Regions from separate parts of the Ovis aries genome. Here region 2 is linked to region 1. Evidence: chromatin contacts called from public Hi-C data. All regions are on one chromosome and are shown on one strand. Each heading gives the region's core, a stretch centred on a gene start, on an enhancer-like site or on the middle of the called end of the contact. The rest is flanking DNA. Distances are from core to core; before and after follow the strand shown. Region 1 overlaps NCOA7 (nuclear receptor coactivator 7). Region 2 holds the start of NCOA7 (nuclear receptor coactivator 7).

The links. A called contact is a pair of places that touch in the nucleus more often than the background predicts.
Region 2: a contact with region 1 is called in a Hi-C map of hypothalamus, with 2.6 times the contacts expected there. The contact joins the promoter of NCOA7 here to the enhancer-like site in region 1. A contact is called at or near these places in 2 of 16 Hi-C or Micro-C datasets (hypothalamus and liver).

The regions. Positions count from the first base shown.
Region 1 is chr8:12,684,292-12,688,799 of ARS-UI_Ramb_v3.0, reverse strand. The region is part of intron 1 of NCOA7 (nuclear receptor coactivator 7); the gene reads left to right. Among named protein-coding and RNA genes, the nearest start is that of NCOA7, 61 kb to the left of the region's middle. Within about 2 kb of position 2,514, at least 11 of the 54 cell types and tissues checked have an H3K27ac peak or open chromatin away from gene starts, as enhancers often do. A contact at or near this core is called in hypothalamus, where this site is marked.
Region 2 is chr8:12,745,106-12,749,613 of ARS-UI_Ramb_v3.0, reverse strand. NCOA7 (nuclear receptor coactivator 7) reads left to right here and starts at 1,926. Exons shown (of 15, transcript XM_060419203.1): 1 at 1,926-2,040.

The sequences.
Region 1 (4,508 bases), core at 1,265-3,764:
AATGGTAGGAGGAGTTGTGATGCCATGTCTAATTTACGACATTGAAATAAGACTATCAGAAAAGGATATGTGTGTGTCTAAAGTTGTTTAAAAGCAGTTAAAGGTTATTAGAATATATTTTCAAAGTTGGAAGGAAGAGAGAAGTTGAGTTAGAGCATATTATAATTTCATGCCACTCATAATTGTTTTTTGTCAGCAGACCATTTCTGCTGATCATAAATGTTGTGTTTCACTCACTAGGCCTTTAGGAGAACAAAACTGTCTATACTGAACTTGACTTTTTTCAGGATTGTAGTTTTTCAGCCTTATTTTTCCTCCATTTTTCTCTAGAGACTTAGATCTGAGAATAAGATTCCTGGCATCTTTATATTTCTGCTTGAAAATGTTCAAAGTAGCTATGCTTTAGTTTCTTGTTTTGCTTAAATGGCTTTAATAAATCAAAATTTTCTATTTCTTCAGAAGACCTGTATCTCTGAAATATTTTGTTGTTATGCTGAAATATGTACATCTTTGAAATATATTATCCCAGTGCTTTTTTCTGCAAATGTCACTGGAAAGTCTGAGCATATGATTCATTTTGACTGAAATATATTAAAAAAAAATTAACCGACTTAAAAATAAAAGATTTCTGGGTATGCTACAGGGCTCTCATAAAAGAAAAAAATATTTGGAGGATTATGTGGCTTTGGTCATAAACAGTGACTGATTTCCATGACAATTAAAGAAATCAGATATGAAAATGAGATGAACTCTTTAGAAATCCCTCCTGTTAAAATTTTTCCTTACAATACCTACACCTCCAAGAAGCTATTTTGGAGTCATTGAACATAAAATGAGAGCTTATGTCTGTAGTATTTTCATTGCTCCTGTAGATTTCAGGATAGTTCTGAGTAAAATTTTGAGGTGTTTTCTTGAGAAATACATGCTGTCAGTCACTGCCAGGAGTGAACTTTAACACAGACAATGCAGTGCGTGGACGCAGCAATGATTTAGATATGGGAAACTAAGACACTGCGATATGCTGCTCATTTTACAATTATTTATGACACAAAAGCAAATTTATCCAGTGTGGCAGACTAAATAATGACCCCCCAAAGACTATTGTTGTTCAGTTGCTGGGTCATGTCCAACTCTTTGCAACCCCATGGACTGCAGCACACCAGGCCTCCATGTCCTTCACTATCTCCTGGAATTTGCTTACACTCATATCCATCAAGTCAGTGATGCCATCCTCCCATGGCTTCCTCTGTAACCCTCTTCTCCTCCTGCCTTCAGTCTTTCCCAGCATCAGGGTATTTTCCAATGAGTCGGCTCTTTGAGTCAGGTGGCCAAAGTATTGGCGCTTCAGCATCAGTCCTTCCAATTAATATTCAGGGTTGATTTCCTTTGGGGCTTCCCTGGTGCTCAGACTGGTTTGACCTTCTTGCTGTTCAAAGATGTGTGTTAGTTGCTCAGTCATGTCCAGTTCTTTGCAATTCTATTGACTGTAGCCTTTCAGGCTCCTTTGTCCATAGGATTTTCCAGGCCTTAATACCAGAGTGGGTTTCCTTCTCCAGGGGATCTTCCCAACCCAGGGATCAAACCCGTGTCTCCTGTGTTTCCTGCATTGCAGGCAGATTCTTTACCACTGAGCCACTGGGGAAGCCTGTTCATAGATACCCAGGTTCTAATCCATGGACCTGGGAATGTTAACCTTCTCAGGCTTAAAGACCTCGAAGATAAGATTAAGACTCTGGAGATGGGAAGATTATCCTGGATAATCTGGGTGGGCTTCTGAATGCAGTCTCAGTGTTCCCATGAGGAGGAGGAGAGTTGACTGCAGAGGGATATTTGACTGCAGAGAAGAATGTGGTGTGACGGTGAAACCATATACTGCTCTGTTGGCTTTGAAGATGGAAGAAAGCAGCTCTTGCTGCTGGAAAAGGCAAGGGAAGAGAGTCTGCAGGGAGTGTGTGACTGATTGTGGACTTCTGACCTCTGGAACTCTAAGAGAATATGTTTGTGTTGTTCTAAGCTACCAAGTTTGTAGTCATTTGTGACAGCAGCCATAGACAGCTAATTAGTTGATAGTATTAAGTTAAACTATCAATACATACCAAAAGGGAGTCTGCAAGCTACTAAGCACTTAGTCATTTCTTAGCATTTGTATTTGCAGATTTTGGTTAACTTCTGCATTGCTATATTTATCAGCTTATTCTTAATTGACAAGCAGTAAAACTTCCTAATATTTAAATGTTATATTTATAGGATTTGGCTGATCACTCTTAGCAGAATGCAGTTCACTTATCTCCCAAAGCAAGTTCCCGTTTCTGCTTCTTTTCAGTTTATAGCTGAGGTGTATATTACTATTGTCAGTGCTGTTGATTCCCATGGAACTTTCTCAGGCTGTGACTCAGCATCCTGATTTGTCGAAGAGGGAACCAGACTCCCACATGGGCAATCTATAGATGCAACAAAAGCCTGTCTTGTTTTATAAATACAAGGCACACATTCTACACAGTAGGCATCCATTTTGTGGCAGTACCATTGTCTTCCTGGCACTGGGGGGAAGCATGGGAGGTTCTCTGAAACATCCAGTGTGAACCCACCCCAAGGCTCCTCGGAAAGTGTGGCAGTTTTTTTACATCCACTTCTGGCACCTGCACTTTGATCACCAGAGTCCCCTCAGATCTGCTGATTCCACGCTGTTATAGAACAAGGAGATCCTAGAAAAGGGAAAATTTTGTGATGTGACCCTTACAGGCATTCTGTTTAGCAGTTTTTATTGGAATGCACTGGTTTCCTGAGGCCAAGGGAAATTCTGTTGTGGTGTTCACCTGTGTGGGCATATTGCTGGTTATTAAACCCAAAGCCAAAGGATTTCTTTTTCTAACTGTAGGTTCTTTGGAGCTAGAGTATTTCCATTTGAGCTTGATGAATTCTCTTGGGGGAGAGGGAGATTTCAAGATCAAAATTAAACTAAATGGATAAATGAATGCACATTTCAAAGGTGGCACTTCAATCAGGTACAGCTGTAGATTCCCGCCCCCCCCCCGCACCCCCCCCCCCCCAGGGATTACTGGAACTTTTTGGTTTTATTTGATCATAATTTAAAGACAGGATTTTCATTAGGTATTTGTTTTGTTTTTCAGTGATTCCCACACACCCCCCTCCCCCTACACACACACTTTAAGTTTGATTTTATTTGGCATTTATCCCAGTTGGCAATTTGCAGTGGAAACAGGAAGCTGACCTTCCATTTGTGAAATCACAAAGTGAAATGGAATACCAGAAATGATGTTCTCCTAGAAATAATAAATAGTTTTCTAGCTTTGTGCTGTTGTCTAAATTCATAGCACAGTATTAACTAAAATTAATATTTATGTATAGTGAGAAGAATAATGTCTCGACTTAGGTACCTTCTTGGTTGTATTATATTACTTTGTATGTCACCTCATTTTCTGGGATTCTTAGAAATACCCAAGTAGAGACAACAGCAGTGGCATAACCAAGTACAGGGTTGGCCAAAAAAGTTAATTCAGGTTTTTCCAAATTTGGTCAATTTGGGTTTTGCATCTGGGAAAAACCCAGATGAACTTTTTGGCCAATCGAATAGTAACATCTGGTTATTGAGCTCTTACTGGGAACCAGACACAGGTTGTATTTAATAATACAAGTAAGCTTTCCTTGAACTACTTAGTTTAACCATCAAAAAAAAACCCCTATCTGAGGCCATTATTTCCTTTGCACGAACAAGGAACCTGAGGTTGAGTTGTAGTATCTTGCCTAAAAATCCCATGGACAGAGGAGCCTGGCAGACTGCAGTTCACAGGTTGCAAAGAGTTGGACATGACTGAGGGGCTAAACAACAATCACAGCTGAGGGTGTTGTTGTCATTATCCTAATAAAGGATAATGCGTATTCAAACGCAGATGTTTCTAACCCACAGACAGAGCTTATTCCATGGCAACAGCCCATTCCTTGAGTCTGGAGATGGCAAGAGTCACGTTTAGGCAGCCAGGGAAAATCAGCCAAGACTCTGCAGGTCAGAACAGTACAAGAACAAAGATTCAGTGGAACAGCCAAGAACAAGAACTAAGAGAAGGTTCCCTGAGGGCCACAGAGCAGCTCTGCCCGGGTAAAGAAGGGGATTGGGACTGCAGTGCAGCAGTTCACTGTGACAGCTGGACTCAGGGGAAGGAATGAACCTCTGAATAAGATGTAGTGAAATTTTGTCAGAGTTGCAGATGTTTCATTTTTTTTTAATTAAAAAATTGGCTCATAATTACAAAGTAATATATCCTTCCTGTACAAAAAAAAAAAAAAAAAAAAAACCCAGCACCAAATTATGTAAGTGTGAAGGGACATGAATTTGAGCAAACTCCGGGAGGTAGTGAAGGACAGGGAAGCCTGGCGTGCTGCCGTCCATGAGGTCGCAAAGAGTCGGACACAACTGAGTGACTGAACATCAAAAGTCAGAATCGTCCCTCTTCTTTCCTTCCTCACTGACCCACCATTTTCCCAGAGCT
Region 2 (4,508 bases), core at 677-3,176, 61 kb before region 1:
AACAAAAGGGGACTCTTGGTGGAAGGATGGAAGCAGTCCAGAATTGCAACTCAAAGGATATTTCCTGCACAAACTACTATCTAAAGCAGACCTCTTTACAAATGTTAAGAGTAAGCAACTGCCAAATCTCACTGGGAGACTTCATTCTTTCACTTATTCATCACATATATACATATGTTGGTCAAGTCGTTCTGAATATGGGGCAAAATAGGTACTTTTGAAAACAAAATGGGGCTCTCAATCAAATCAGAGTCTCTGGATGTGACCGAGGCTTGGGGCTTGTGTTTCCTGACCCATACACAACGCAGGTCCTACCCTGCTGGATGTCTATTTAGAAGAATTCATCTCGAAAATTTTATCACGATTTTACCACAGCTTGTACTGCTGTGGAACGTGTCTTTGCCAGTTTTTACATTAATCTTAGATTTCAAAAACATCAAAGAAGTGTGAGAGCCTCTCAGTTTCTCTGGAGGTCCCAAACCAAGTTCTTCTGATTCAATGAAATCAGCTCTTTAAATTGCAGGAGGCTTATTTTCCCTTGGAAATCATTTACAAATAACATAATGCCTAAAGAAAAAAAAAAAAAAAAAGGAAAATTTCCAATTCCTCACAGTCAAAGCAAAAAGATATAAACCCGAGGTCCAGTTTTATACATGCTCAGTACAGAATTGGGTAATTATTCCATATTTTGCAAGACGCAACCAGTTGCAACTGAAATTCCAAAGCCATCTCTGTGAAATGCTTCGCTTGTCTTTCACGAGAGGCTGTTACAGCATAAGCAACAACAAGCCAGAAGAGGCTGCTATCTCTTGGGCCTGTGTGTCTGGCCTCTGACACACCAGTGTTATCGCACCAGCTGCAGGCTCCACCATTAAGTCTTTTCCTTACGTAAGGGTCAATTTCACGGCCAAATCCACCTAGTCATCTTGCAGTGCTGGTCATGGGACCTTAGAAGGAACAGCTCCCCAATGGGGATGGGAAGCTCACAGGCACTGGCCCGCAGCTGATGCCAAGCTTCCCAACCCAGGCTCCCTCCGGTCTTTGCCAAGAGTCTGCCTGGAGGGCTCAATTGCTCGGTCCCCACTGCTGCAATGACAGCAACTTGTCAGCACCCCGGATGCTGTGCGGAGGATGGGAGCGGGAGCGGGGTGAGGACATGGGGGCCCCTCTGCGAAACACAACGCCAGAAAGGACAGAAGGATGAGTTTATTGTGACCAGCGGTCCCCGAGCTACAAGGAACCTCAGGGCTTTCATGCTCGGGGAGACACGAACTCGAGCTCTGCTCTCAAAGCCGTATTCACACTGAGAGTGGTGGCCAGCAGTAGGGGATTACCCGCCCGGGGCGAGGTAAGAAGACCTTAGGCTCCGCCGCCGGCAGGCCGGCCGCGGGAAGCGCCACGAGCTCACTCCCGGGAGGCGTCACAAAGGGCCGCGGCCTGCAGAGGCCGCGCGCGCAGCTCTCTTGGGGCGGAGCCGCCGGGCCGGGGCTGGGGCTGCGCCCGGGCCGCCGAGGCTGCCAGCCGTCGCGGGTGCCCCCAGCCTCCCAGCCCGGAGATCGCCGGGGCGGGGAGGATGCAGCAGCTGCAGCCCGAGCGGCCGAGCCAAACCTCCGAGCTCCCCGGCCCCCGCCGCGGCGCAGGGGCGCCGAGCGTGGTGCGGCCCGGGCGGAGCTAGAGGCGGGCGTCTGCACCGCGTCGTCCCACCCGCAGCTCCCCGCCTCCGGCCGGGCCCGGCAGCCTGTCGCGGCCGAGGTCCTGACTCGCGGGCGCACCCGCAGGGTTGGCTAGGCGCCGCGCGGCGTGGAGAGGCCCGAGCAGTCCACTAGCGCGGGACGCCGGTCCCGCGGGGCGCGCGCCGGGGCGCTCCTCCCTCCCGCCCAGCTCCGCGTCACCGCGCGGTCCTCCCCCGGCCCCTCCTCCCACCCACCCCGGAGGATGCGCTCCCCCGCGCCCAGCGGCAGAGGCCACCGCTCCCAGAAATGCGAGCTCCCGACGCCCTTCTCCGGGACCCGAGGAGCCGGCGCCCCCGCCCTGCAGTAGGTAGGTGGCGAGGCGGGCGCCGGCCCTGGCCGCCACCCGCGGCTGATGCTGCCGCTGCGGAGGGGCGGGGGGCCGGGGCCGGGACCCGCGAAACTTGCCTCGCGCCGGAGCTCGGTGCGGCGCCCGGAGGTGTTCTAATGGCGCTGGGCGCAGCACCCCCCCTGTTAACCTGACAGCCTCCTCTTGAGCTCGGCAGGCCGAGCGGTGGCGAAGGAGAGCGTGACCCTTCCCCGTCCAGCCCCTGGGCCCGGAGGGGCCCGCGCTGCTTGCAGGGGCGGGGAGGATGGATTGGTGTGAGGATTATTGGGGGATGGAGAGAGGGAGCACGGCCGAATTTTCAGGAACTCAGGTGGATAAATGTCACCGTATTTTTTCGGCCTGATGAACAGATGCCTTCTTTCTGTATTCTCCCAATGTGCAGCCACGCAAAGAGTTATTCTAGCGGCAGGTAGAAGTCACTCAGGATTTTGATGTATTTCGGAGCTAGCTGATTGATAACGTGAAAGTGACGTCTCAGATTCTTGTACTCAGTCATTTAGGGCCAGTTGGAGAAGGCCCCTTTAGAAATCAGATATTCAGGAGCTAGATGAGGCTGGGGAATTCTCGTGCTGCTTACCTGGGAGCGAGCCTTCAGCTTTCCTGAAGAGATGTGTTTGGAAGCATGGCAAGTTTGATACAGGTGTAGGGAGTTTAGAATCTGCTGGAAAGATGCTCGGAGTCGGCCAGCAGAGGCAGCCTTGGGCGCAGCCTAGCTTCCAGCTAGATGTTAATAAGGTTTGTACTTTTGAGAAACTGGCTATAAATTGTTTCTTCTCTCCCATGTACGATGTAAAGTTCGTACATCAGAACGAACGATAACCTTTTGGCAAGATTCTCTCTTCACAGGCTATCATGTTTAAATTTCGTATTAAGCAGTAAAGTTAAGAGAGGGAAACTGGATCATTGTACGCTCCGATTTTATTAACGTATTAAGGTTGAGAGCTACAGGAGGATAGAGACTTCCTCTTGTTCAGTCTCCTAATCCCCTGGTCTGATACATAATAGGTTCTCGTGGGTTATTTGTTGAATGAGCTGTGTTTCAGGCTTCATCGAAAGACAGTTTAGGTTTAAAACATATTGTTTACTCTATGGTGCTTGAAGCTTAACTGTATTTTTAAAATTACTTCTTGGCATAAATAGTCAAAATCAGTTATGTCAACATTTAAGTTGAATTTTGACATTTTTAAGACCATATGTTTTCCTTCTTTAATGTGTTGTTAAATAAGGTAATTCTCCCCAAATGCTAATATAATTTCATTTTTAAGCTGGCACATTTTTTCTAATGGGTAATCAAACCTATTTTAATTAAACTCTAAAACACACTTAAAAAGTGGCGACTTGTGTAAAGGAAATTTCAGGTTACTCCAGGAATAACAGCGATTTGGTTAATAAGTGACATATTAACTTATTTTAGGGTTGAGTTGTTGTGGTTGACCTAATTATAATGTATTTATTACAGGTAAAGGTGAAAATAAAACATTTAGAAGAGTCTGTAATTCCTAAATGATTCAAAATACGTGATATAGATACACGTTTTCAACAGTATGGGTTTCCCTCAGTATATAAACATAGCAGTTTTCAAGCTCGAGAACTAAAGTGGTTGTGAAATCAAGGGTTTGGAAGATTTGTTTCCTTTCTCCTTTTAAATTTTATATTATCTTGAAATCATCAAGGATAACTGCATTACATTTGATTTGCTTTATTTTTGCACTATGGTATTTCCAGTTTTGTTTTTATTTTTCCATTATGTAAGTTTTATGAGTCAGAATTAACCTTTTTTCACTTTGTTTAACAAAATTGTCTGCGAATGATCCAGTCACTTATTATCTTTCCTTTTTCTTCCTTTCCTTTTTTATCATTTTAATACTCTTCACCATCCTTATTACATATTACCCCAAAGACTTATTTCCACAAAAATATGGTAAGCCCTAGTTTATTACTATTGCTCCTCCAGCCTACATGGGCTCTTGCTGGATGGTGAGGAAATAACACTTTTATGTAAAAGGTGGCGAGACTGGGTGAATCAACAGTAGGAGGGAGCTTATGAAAAATACGTTATGATTTATTTGAACAGAGCAAAAATTCTGTCATGACATAAAGATAGCTACATTTTATGCATGTTAAATTTGTGGTCAAGGATATTGAGCAGTTAATTTACACCATTCTACTTTGCTCATTCTAAACTTCTTAAAAGAACCCTCCCCTGCAGTTACATTAAACTCTCTTTGTTGCAGATAGCTTGATTGTGCTGGCACTCTTGGCCTTGGAATCAGTTCCTAATGTCAGAATGAAAGAGGCATTTTTCCCTCTGAGACCTGCATCCCAGAGCACAGTGCCTCTGCAGTTGAATGACTCACTACCTGGGTCCTGACCACTGAGCCCCCTAGCACTTTGCCTCCACATACACCACTGGAATTCAATCCTAAGAC